2 separate regions of the Mus musculus genome follow, and region 1 is linked to region 2. A link is a contact called in public Micro-C data. All regions are on one chromosome and are shown on one strand. Each heading gives the region's core, a stretch centred on a gene start, on an enhancer-like site or on the middle of the called end of the contact. The rest is flanking DNA. Distances are from core to core; before and after follow the strand shown.

Evidence for each region. Hi-C and Micro-C count contacts between places; a contact is called where the count stands out from the background.
Region 1: a contact with region 2 is called in a Micro-C map of muscle stem cells, with 2.7 times the contacts expected there. The contact joins two enhancer-like sites. A contact is called at or near these places in 1 of 39 promoter capture datasets (embryonic stem cells), 25 of 484 Hi-C or Micro-C datasets (bone marrow-derived macrophages, embryonic stem cells, large pre-B cells and 3 more), 8 of 115 datasets of contacts at active chromatin or transcription factors (CD8 T cells, DN3 thymocytes and embryonic stem cells) and 1 of 9 other capture datasets (embryonic stem cells).

The regions. Positions count from the first base shown.
Region 1 is chr7:81,317,818-81,322,984 of GRCm38.p6, forward strand. It overlaps Pde8a (phosphodiesterase 8A), which reads left to right. Exons shown (of 22, transcript NM_008803.3): 15 at 1,251-1,299; 16 at 1,506-1,641; 17 at 2,835-3,033. Among named protein-coding and RNA genes, the nearest start is that of Rps17, 25 kb to the right of the region's middle. Within about 2 kb of position 2,119, at least 70 of the 459 cell types and tissues checked have an H3K27ac peak or open chromatin away from gene starts, as enhancers often do. A contact at or near this core is called in bone marrow-derived macrophages, muscle stem cells and pre-megakaryocyte-erythroid progenitors, where this site is marked.
Region 2 is chr7:81,072,158-81,077,149 of GRCm38.p6, forward strand. Alpk3 (alpha-kinase 3) reads left to right here. Exons shown (of 14, transcript NM_054085.2): 4 at 4,716-4,833. Among named protein-coding and RNA genes, the nearest start is that of Alpk3, 17 kb to the left of the region's middle. Within about 2 kb of position 2,579, at least 102 of the 459 cell types and tissues checked have an H3K27ac peak or open chromatin away from gene starts, as enhancers often do. A contact at or near this core is called in bone marrow-derived macrophages, muscle stem cells and pre-megakaryocyte-erythroid progenitors, where this site is marked.

The sequences.
Region 1 (5,167 bases), core at 869-3,368, 250 kb after region 2:
TAGACTATGGGGCTGCCTGCTGCTTACCTCCCAGGGAATCCTCAGCTTGGAGCAGCAGAAAGCAACAGTGTTGTAGACGGTCCACTGATAACCCTCTCCAGGGTCACATAGGGTTTTACAAGACATTTCAATTGTATTAAAGTGTCGTTTGTTGTTGTTTTCTGTTGGTTTGTTTGTTTGAGGCAAGGTTTCACCATGTAGCCTTTGCTGGCTGCAACTTGCTAGGTAGACCAGGCTGGCCTGAAGTCATGGAGATCCACCTGTCTCTGACAAAGTGTGTACACTACCACACCTGGCTTGTCTTGGGAAGACGAAAAACCATGGTGGTAGGGTGCAAATCCTTCAGTTCTATCCTCAGCACAAAAAGGAGCCAACAAAGCAAACGAACACCACACACCTTTGCCGGAGTGCTACACGATGCACTGCAGAGTGGAGACTAGCTCCTGCCTTCATGTGTTTAAAAAGGGCCAGGGCGCCCCACTAGCCTTTGGATAACTGTTTAGGAAGAAGGCATTAAGGATGTGCCACTACCACCAGGCAGTGGTGGCACACGCCTTTAATCCCAGCACTTGGGAGGCAGAGGCAGGCGGATTTCTGAGTTTGAGGCCAGCCTGGTCTACAGAGTGAGTTCCAGGACAGCCAGGGCTACACAGAGAAACCCTGTTTCGAAAAAACCAAAAAAACAAAAAAGGGACATGTCACTACATGGGGATTCTTGAGGAGCCCAGGCACCACCTCAGCCAGTGCAGAGCAGCACTCTCACAAGCGAAGACAACTACCATTGTTCTGCTGCCGTCTTAGAAATAAAAGTTGCTCCCTCCCGATTCCTGTGTCCTGGAGCTCATGGGGAGAGGGCGCCCCGAGAGCACATGGGGTACTGAGTGGTTAGTCCCATCCTCAGGGACGAGGGAGGCGTCCACTCAGAAGGTGAGAGAGAAGTGTTCCTGAGACAGCTGAGTTTGGAGAAGAAGAAAATGGGGGTGACCTGAGGGCAGAGGGTGGTTGTCACTATGGTGGGCAGTAGTTGGTCAGCTCACTGGTCATCCTGCCTGAGCCTGGGCTCCAGCAGTAGGGCAGCTCCCAGGAGGTGACTAAATTTGGAGTTGGCCACAGTGGTCAGCCTGCTGGGCTGGGCAGCCTTGCACTGGGCTGTGCTGGACTGTCCTCTCTGGGGCTGTCCATCTGGGTTATGCAGTCAGGAAGGAAGACCATGTGACCATGCCTTTTCTTGTCTTCTTGATTTTCACCAGGATGGCTTACGAAGGTTTTCAGGAAATGAGTATATTCTTGCAACAAAAAGTAAGTTCTCTGTTTTTAATCTCTTACATTGCTATAATACTCTGGCCCAGATTAGATGATGCTCGCTCTCATCAGTAAGCTCTGGGTACGCCGTGAAGCCTCAGAAGCAAAGCAGCCATTTCTGATATAGCACGGCCTACCCCAAACACCAAATGCCACGAACCTGTTAACGTCGTCGTCGTTTTCCAAATTCTGTTACTTTGCAGACCTCCCACCACTTTCAAACAATTTGGCCACCCCCGTCTCCCTTCATGATGTCCCACCACGGATTGCCCTGGCCATAGAAAATGAAGAACAGTGGGACTTTGACATTTTTGAGCTGGAAGTAGCAACCCAAAATAGGTAGGTAGAGCTTGTTTCCAAGGCCTGTGCAGGGAACCGCCCGCCCAAGCAGCAGAGGTGTGTGCAGAGCCATTCCTGGGGTGGGGACAGAGGCTGAGGAAGGAGGAGAGGGACTTCAAGTTGAGTCAGTAGGCCCCAGGCAGAGTTTGCCCAGCTCTGATGGCTTCCTTAAATAGCAGGTTTTCCTGTGACACAAGTCCCTAATTTCTCTAGTATGTGGTATTATATAAGGTAGCAACAAAGAGTCTCCTGCTCCAAACCTAGAACCAATATGGTTAGTTACACATTTGATAAAACTAGCCTCAAATCTTGGTTGCCATATTGGTGGCCCACACAAAGACTCCACCCTAGTTATGTTCATCGGCTTATGGTGGCTGACTGGGAGTTTGGGTTTTGCTGAGTAAAAGCTGTTAACCACAGGATCTTGGCACATAGGGCTGGGCACCCACAGCCAGTGCCAGCCAGGAGTGCGGTTCAGTTTGGGGAGGGTGGCTCTGCTAGGTTGTGGAATGATTCACCGGTCTCACCCCACTGGGTGAGCTGTCTACACTGAGACTCCCACGCACACAGCCTAGCAGTGGCCAGGCACATCCCATAGCAATGAGCCCCTGAGCCCCTGGTTTACATTCCGAGCCATCACAGCTTCCAAAGTGTGGAAGGCAGGCCAGGTCGAGGTCTGTGATGACCTCTGAGATGGCTTCTGTGGGCTGATTTCTTAACCTTCTAAGTCAAGTCAGTAAATCTAAGGAAGGCATGCTTGCTAGTAGCTGGTCAATTTCTCGAGGTAAAGTCTAAACTTTAGACTATAAAGTTGCTGAGGTGATTAGTCACCTGAGTGTGTCTGCGTCTGGTTTATGTCACACTTTGGTGGTATTTCCTCTAGGTAGGCCATCAGAAGTAACACGTGAGGGTAGGATTACAGGTAGCCTGTATAGTCTGGCAAAGGCAGGGTTCTGAAGGTTGTACTTATGCAAGCAGGGTGGGAACTTCACCCCAGCAAATCAAGATGCCTAAAGCAGGCTAAGGCAGAAAGAAACCGTTGTGTGGCCTCCAGCCCACATGGAATACAGTGCAGCAGTGCAGATCAGTTGCCCTGGTACTCTGCACTGTGGCTTGAATGTACTTTGGGTCTCTTCAGAACTCGGGTAACTGGTTTTTGCTCTATTTTATATTGTGCATATTTTTCTTTGTAGGCCTTTGATTTATCTAGGTCTGAAAACGTTTGCGCGTTTTGGAATGTGTGAGTTCTTACAGTGCTCTGAGACAACGCTGAGATCTTGGTTTCAGATGATCGAATCCAACTACCACTCTTCTAACCCCTACCACAATTCCACACACGCTGCGGATGTGCTTCACGCCACGGCGTATTTCCTTTCCAGAGACAAAATAAAGGTGAGCTAGCGTTCCTGTTCCTCATTCAACAGCAACAGTGGGCAGAGATGGGGCTTCCGCCTCAGCTGCCCTCACTGCACCGTAATAACCAGAGTGGTCCTCACCCGTGCAGCGTGCAGCATGGAAGGCGAGGAAGCAGCTGATAGGTTAATCTGCAGTCTCCGCCAGTCTATGAGTCCTCAAGGAGAAACCAACCGAGACAGAACAGGGCTGTCCCCGTGGAGGAGAGGGGTTTCAGTTTGGACCTAAGGGCACACTGAGCCTCTTTTAAGCCCCTCACCTGTGCTGTGAGTCCTGACCATTCCTGCCCTGCCCCGCCCCTCAGCCCCTCAGCTGCTGGCTAACCATCTGACTCAGACAGAGCTTCTAATTTTCCTGCCCCAGGAGGGAGGTCACTCCTCTCTCCTGGTCCCTCACAGCATTCGCACAGTGCTGCCATTGTGTTCTTTCCAGAGCAGCATGTCTGCCCATCACTGCCTTGAGCCGCTTCCTGCCCCACAGGCACTCAGACTTCAAACACTGTGATACACTGCCGTGCCACACCGCCATGAAGGACTCCCCTTTCTTCTTCACTCCCTGTGCCTAGGACATGCAGGCAAACCATTCAGGTCATACGTCAGTGTCTGAAGCATTTGTCTGGGGCCAAGAATGGCTACAGCCACACAGAGCCAGGTGCATCCTACATGATACACCATGGAGCTGGTGTGTGGAGAACAAAATGGAGGATGCCCTGGCACAGGGCGGGTCCAGCGATGTTCATTTCTACCTGTGAGGGTCGGACCACTTAGATCTAAGTCTTTTGGGTCCTTCTGTGATAGCACCAATTTCTTGTTGTTTTTAATATGGAGTTGGGTATTTGTACCAGTTAGTTTTTGTCAACTTGATTGCCTCCATCAGAGTGTCCAGTTAGCATGAATGGGGACATTTTCTTGATTAATGATTGACATGGGAGGGGGAGTTCCCAGCCCACTGTGGGTGGTGCCATTCCTGCACAAGTGGTCCTGAGGTGTATAAAAGACCAGGCTGAGCAAGCCAACGATCAGTGTTTCTCTGTGCTTTCTGCTTCAAGTTCCAGCCCTGGCTTCTCTCAGTGATGTATCTATAAAGTAAAAACACTCCCTTGCTCCCCACAGTGGTTTTGGTCAGTATTTCATCACAGATGAAAGAGAGCTAGGACAGTGTGGACTATGTGCCGTGTGCTTGCTGGGCAAGTAATGGCGCTAATCTCGAGCCCAGTGCCTTTATATTGTAAAGATCAATACCAAGGCCAAGGCCGGGTTAAGGATGGAGAGAGAAGGCTGTTTCCCTGAGCAGAGACAAGTAGCCAGGGAGGGGGTGTGTGTTGGGGACGGAGTATGGGCTAAAGGGACACTTTTTGCTGTAGTTTGTTGCTGACCTAAGACAGTAGCTATTTTTGAGATAGGATCTTGAGCTTGTGTAGCTGAGGCTGGCCTTGAACTCATGGTGTTGTGGAGGCTGGTCTCACATCCTCCTGCCTCTAGCTCCCAAAGAAGTGAAACAAAAATGACAGATTTTTTTTAAAAATGTGTTTGAGACAGTCTTTTCATATGGGCCAGGTTGGCTTTCAGCTCAGAGATCCAGCGGCCTCTGTGTCCCAAGTGCTGGAATCAAAGCTGTGCAAGAGCATCCCTGGCTCCAGCTTTTTTGGGGGGGGGGGGGTATAATTACAACATTCCTACCTTCCTTCACCTCCCTCCAAGCCTTCCCTTGTTACCTTCAACTCCACGGCCTCTTGTCCATCAACTTAGTGCATACAGACACGTATTTGTCTATGCATATATTTCTAAGTATTGCCTGTTGAGTCCATTTAACGTTACTTGTATGTATGTTTTCAGGGCTGGACCCCTCGTAGGTGTGCTCTTCCCGCAGGCAGATTCCCAGCTCTCCTGTTGCCTGTGGTGTTTACACATGGTTGAGGCCTTACGGGCTTTCCCCCCCCCCCCCCCCCCCGTCCAGTTTGGCACACTCATTTGTCATCCTACATTTGAGTGTCATGTGCTTGGACAAATGTTGATATAAAATGAAAAGTCTTATCAAACCTATTGAGTGATTTGGCTAGAGAGAGAGCTTAGCCAGTAAAGCACCCACAAGCAAAAGCTGGGCTTGGTGGTGT
Region 2 (4,992 bases), core at 1,329-3,828:
TTGTTGTTTGTTTGTTTCTTTGTCTTATCCCTGTATCTCATGATGCCCAGCCATGGTCTCCTACTGAGGCGCACCTACCAATTGAGTCTGTGCAGTTGTCAGGGCTCTGGGCAGCCACAATATCCACATCTCCAGTCGCTGTTGTTCCCTCCTCATCCCACATGGATCCCAGATCTGAGTTCATTCAGTTTTCTGTAGCAGATTAGAAAGAGGTCACCATGGTATCACCAAGAGTGGGTTGTGGGAAAGGGGGAAGGGAAACAGGAGGGTGCCAGGAACTGGGGAGACAGCGTTAGACATTCGATCTCAGTCTAGAGGTGTTCTTGGCTGATCAGTGGCTGAGACTGGCCTTTGTGTAAGGCTGCTGCTGTCTCTGCTTGTCTTAGCGGAGGCAGTTGTTCTTCCTCCCTGGGAGAAGCATTCCCTCCCCCAACAGAGGTAGGATGTGTCAGCCCCGACTCTGGGACCTTGCCAGGCGAAGATGATGTTTTCCTTATGGTTGGAACTTTGTCTCGGGGAGGAAGATTTAGCTGTAGCAGGAGAACAGGGAACTGGCTGTTCTGGGAGGGAAACCCCTGCGGACCTGGAGCAGGAACACAAGACCTACAGCATTCTTTCACTCACTGTGGGGACAGACAGTGGCTGGGCCATCTGACTCCTGGCTCCTGCAGGCCTCTTTAGGCTGGAATGTTACTGTCTGAGACTGCTCATCTCTGCCCAGTGTGGTGGCCTCCCCATCTACTCTCTTCAGTTCTGGGGTGCATTCTGTATTGGGGTGTGTATGTGCACGTATGTGCTTATTCACATGCTAAGGCAGAAGAAGAAAACATCAGAGGTAGGTAGGTTGAAGCCAGGGACCTAATCTGTGATAAGAACCACATTTATTGAATGAAAGAAAGAAAGAAAAGAGAAAGAATCCTATTTTGGGCAAATAAGTCTAATATGAGGACTTTTAGGTGCAAAATGTTATACACTGGCCCTAGAGTCCTCATTGGGAAGAATGCTAGAGAAGGGAAGTTTCTATGTCATTTGACAGCCATGTAGCCCTGGGTAGTAATTCCCTTAGCTCCGGTGGGGCTTGCTTTTCTCCTGTGTGAAGCAGGAATCACAGCGCTCACTGCATAGCAGAGAGGGATTGGAGTCTGGGCCCTTCTGCTTCCTCACTGGTGACTTTTGTAGAAGTCTTAACTCATGAGCCTTAATTTCCTTTTCATTTCCCTTACTTAAAAAAGCCTTTAACTGTTTTAATGCATGTATGCTCCAGAATATTATGTATAGCATGTGTGTAGCAGCGCCCTAGGAGGCCTGAAGAGGGCGCCAGAGTCTCTGGAACTGGAGTTTCAGGTGGTTTTGCAGGACTGCGTGGGGTCTGGGAACTGAACTCCAGGCTTCTGCAAGTGCAGCAAGAGCTCTAAACCTTGGGTGTGGGTCTCGATGTCTTGTACTGGGGATTGTGACTACATCCTTAGGAGCATTCTGATCTGAGAGTAGATGGGACATGCGTGAGGACTGTCTCTTGGCTTCTGGCACACAGTTAAGTCTTCCTCAATAAATGTGAGCAATTTGAGTTCAGAGGAACCAGGGAAAATTCCATATCTGACAGTTAGTTCTCTTAAAACTCTAAACTCCTATTTGTCTGACTCTGAGTTTCTTTAAATTAGGAGTGACTGGAAAAGACAGTGGGTGTCCAAGTTGGGTTCCCTAGGTGAGCCTGCTAGCTGTGCAGCAGACCATAGGCTGTGAAGGGGCAGGGGAAAGCTACAGGCTCAGGTTCTATTTTGAACTCTCCCAGAGTTCATTCTCTCTCTCTCTCTCTCTTTTCCCCTCCCTCCCTCCCTCCCTCTCCCTCCCTTTCCCTCTCCCTCTCCCTCTCCCTCTCCCTCTCCCTCTCCCTCTCCCTCTCCCTCTCCCTCTCCCTCTCCCTCTCCCTCTCCCTCTCCCTCTGTTTGCGTGTGTGTTTGCATATGTGTACCATGCATGGAAGTATGTGTGGAGCTGAGTTAAGGACATAATCCTCTTGAGCTTTTGTGTATTTATATAACATAGTAACCATCACCCAGGAAGTAACCAGCACGTTACAAATAATCTTGTTTTCAAAGCCATTTGTTTTGTTTTGTTTTGTTTTGTTTTGTTTTGTTTTGTTTTTCAAGACAGGGTTTCTCTGTGCAGCCCTGGCTGTCCTGGAACTCACTTTGTAGACCAGGCTGTCCTTGAACTCAGAAATCAGCCTGCCTCTGCCTCCCAAGTGCTGGAATTAAAGGCGTGCACCACCACCGCCCAGCTTCAAAGCCACTCTTGCTATGAAGCCCTGATCCCCATTATTGGCAGAATTATGGGGTGTTCCTGTGGCTCAGGCTCAGCTGTGTAGGCCACTCCCTGTTCCCCTCCTTGTCCCAGGCCTTTGCCCCACTCCAGCCTCTCTTGGACTGCAGGCTGAGGATGTCCCTCCCGGGCAGGTCATGAGGCAGAAGACTCCAAGGCCCTGGTGGGTGAGATCATCCCACAAGATGGTGAGAGCACCTGTGCTTGCCCTAGCCACACGCACAGTGATGTAACCCAGGGCTTTAGCGCACAGTGGAAACACAGGGCTCAGTTTACAGCCAGCACAGCCCAGTTTGTTCCTGGCCCAGCCGGCTGTAGCCCTGCCTCCCCTGCTCCCCGCTGATGTTCGACTTCCCTTGCTTGCCCTTTGCCCTTCCTCATATGCCTCGGATGGGGCTCCCGTGGGTTTGTTTCCTGTTCCTTACTCCTTTGCTTGCTCCTCTGACAGGGGGTTATGGAGGAACCGCTATGCAGGCACTGGTGCAGGCGATAGAGATACGGTAGTGAACACAGGATGGCTCCTGCCCACTTGAGTCTTGGGTCTAGTAGGAGAGATGGCCAAGGAGCTAAGCTAAGGTGTGATTAGTGGCGGGAAGGGGAGGGGCTGGTGACTGGGGGTATGCACCCATGCCTTCAGTATTACTTGATCCAAGACCAAATCCCCAGCCAAGGAGCTCGCTTCTTTCTCTGGACCATAGTTCTCCATACAGTTGATGTATTCATTGGTAAATATTTACTTATTGTGGATTGCATTACCAGGCACTATTCTAGGAACTGGGGATGCAGCATTGACGAACACAGATAAGTCCCCGCTGTCACGAAGCCAATATTCGATATTCTGTGATGGGCACACTGTGACAGACAGGACACACACAAATTAACAAGCTCAGTGTGTCTCATGGCAGTGTGCTCTAGGAAGAAAGATGCAAGACGAGGGAGGACAGCAAGGCTGAGGGGAGAGAGCCACAGGCTCGCACAGGCTGTTGGAAGGCCTCTGTGAGGAGTTAGACAGGAAGCAGAGTGGCGCAGGATGTGGCCTCCTGGGCTGTTAGTGTGAGCCAGCAAGACTGAGGCGGGGGTGCGGCTCACAAATGGGAGAGGGAGATGAGATCAGGTCACTGCCACAGCGACAGGGTGCAGACTGTGTGTGCCTGTGTGAGGTGGGGCTCCTGGGGTGCTCTGAGTGTGGCTGAGAGTAGATGGATCTGAAGTCACACTCTGCTTGTGGCGTTTCCAATTGAAGAGAGGCCACGACAGGGGCAGCGAGGCCATCAAGGAAGGTCTCCCTGGGACCCAAGTGGGGCATGAAAGTGGTGGGGACTAGGATGTGACAGGAAATGGTCAGATCCTGGGTCTGCTCCCAAGGGTGAGCCTGTAGGACTATCTGACAGGGTGAGTGTGAGAAGAAAGGAAAAAGGAGGACTCGGGGCTGTGGCCTGAGCCACACTGGGGGATGGGTTGTCCCCTTACTGAGCTGTGTGTGAATAGGCTTGGGATACGGATAAGGAGTCGGATGGGTCACACCTGTGGCCTGCTAGGCCGTCAAGTGCAGATATGAAGTCAATGTACAGTCTGGAGTTGAGAGGAGAGGGCTGGACTAGAGGTTGCAACAGCAGGGGGTCCTTGCTGCTCCTTGAGCAGCTAAAGCCAGTCTAGGAAGTAGGCAGTCAGGCCTAAGGATCAACGAGCGATTTAGCAATGTGCACGTCACAGTTGACTTCGACGGACAGTTCAAGTGTAGCAGAGGAAACAGGAGTAGAGATGGAAGACAAGGCATAAAAAGCTCCACAGACGGCTTCTGCAGGCTCAGGTGCAGTGGCGCACATCTCTATCCCAGCACTCAGAGGCAGAGGCAGGCAGGGCTCTGTGAGTTCAAGGCCAGCCTAGTCTACATGGTTCCAGGACAGCAAGGCCTATATAGAAAGACCCTGTCTTAATAATAATAATAATAAGCCAAGTGATGGTGTCATGTGCCTTTAATCTCAGCACTCTGGAGGCAGAGGCAGGTGGATCCCTGTGAATTTGAAGCCAGCCTGGTCTACAGAGTGAGTTCCAGGATAGCCAGGGCTACACAGAGAAACCCAGTTTCAAAGAGACCAATAAATGAATAAATAAACAAATAAGTGAATAAATAAAAGATCTCTCTTCTAGTTGAAAGCTAAGAAGTCTCTTCCCCCTAGTTCTCATCCTTTCAGTCAGAGGGGAGAATGCTTTCTGCTTTGACAGATCCTACTTTCTGAAGCTGAGCTGAGTGACAGGGACAGTGCCTCCGGAGGGCCCGGGGCACTGGAACCGTCCAGTCTCTTCAGACAGCTCGAAGCCCTTGCCTCTGCGTCTCCTCCCACTACTTTGGATCTCACCTACTATTATTCAATCTCTTGCTTCCTTGTCAGGATACCCAGAGCCAGAGGTGACCTGGTACAAGGATGACATAGAACTGGACCGTTACTGTGGCTTGCCAAAATACGAGATCACTCATCAAGGCAACCGTCACACCCTGCAGCTGTACAGGTGAGGGAGAGGGGCCGGCATGGCTCTCTGCCCTCCCGAGGGCCCTGCGCTGGATCCTGCCATCAGACCTGGAGTCAGCTGGGTGGAAACGCCCAGGCACTCTCTGGAGTTAGAGGGCAGGGCTCTACTACTGAGTTGATCTACCTGGTGAACTGTGCT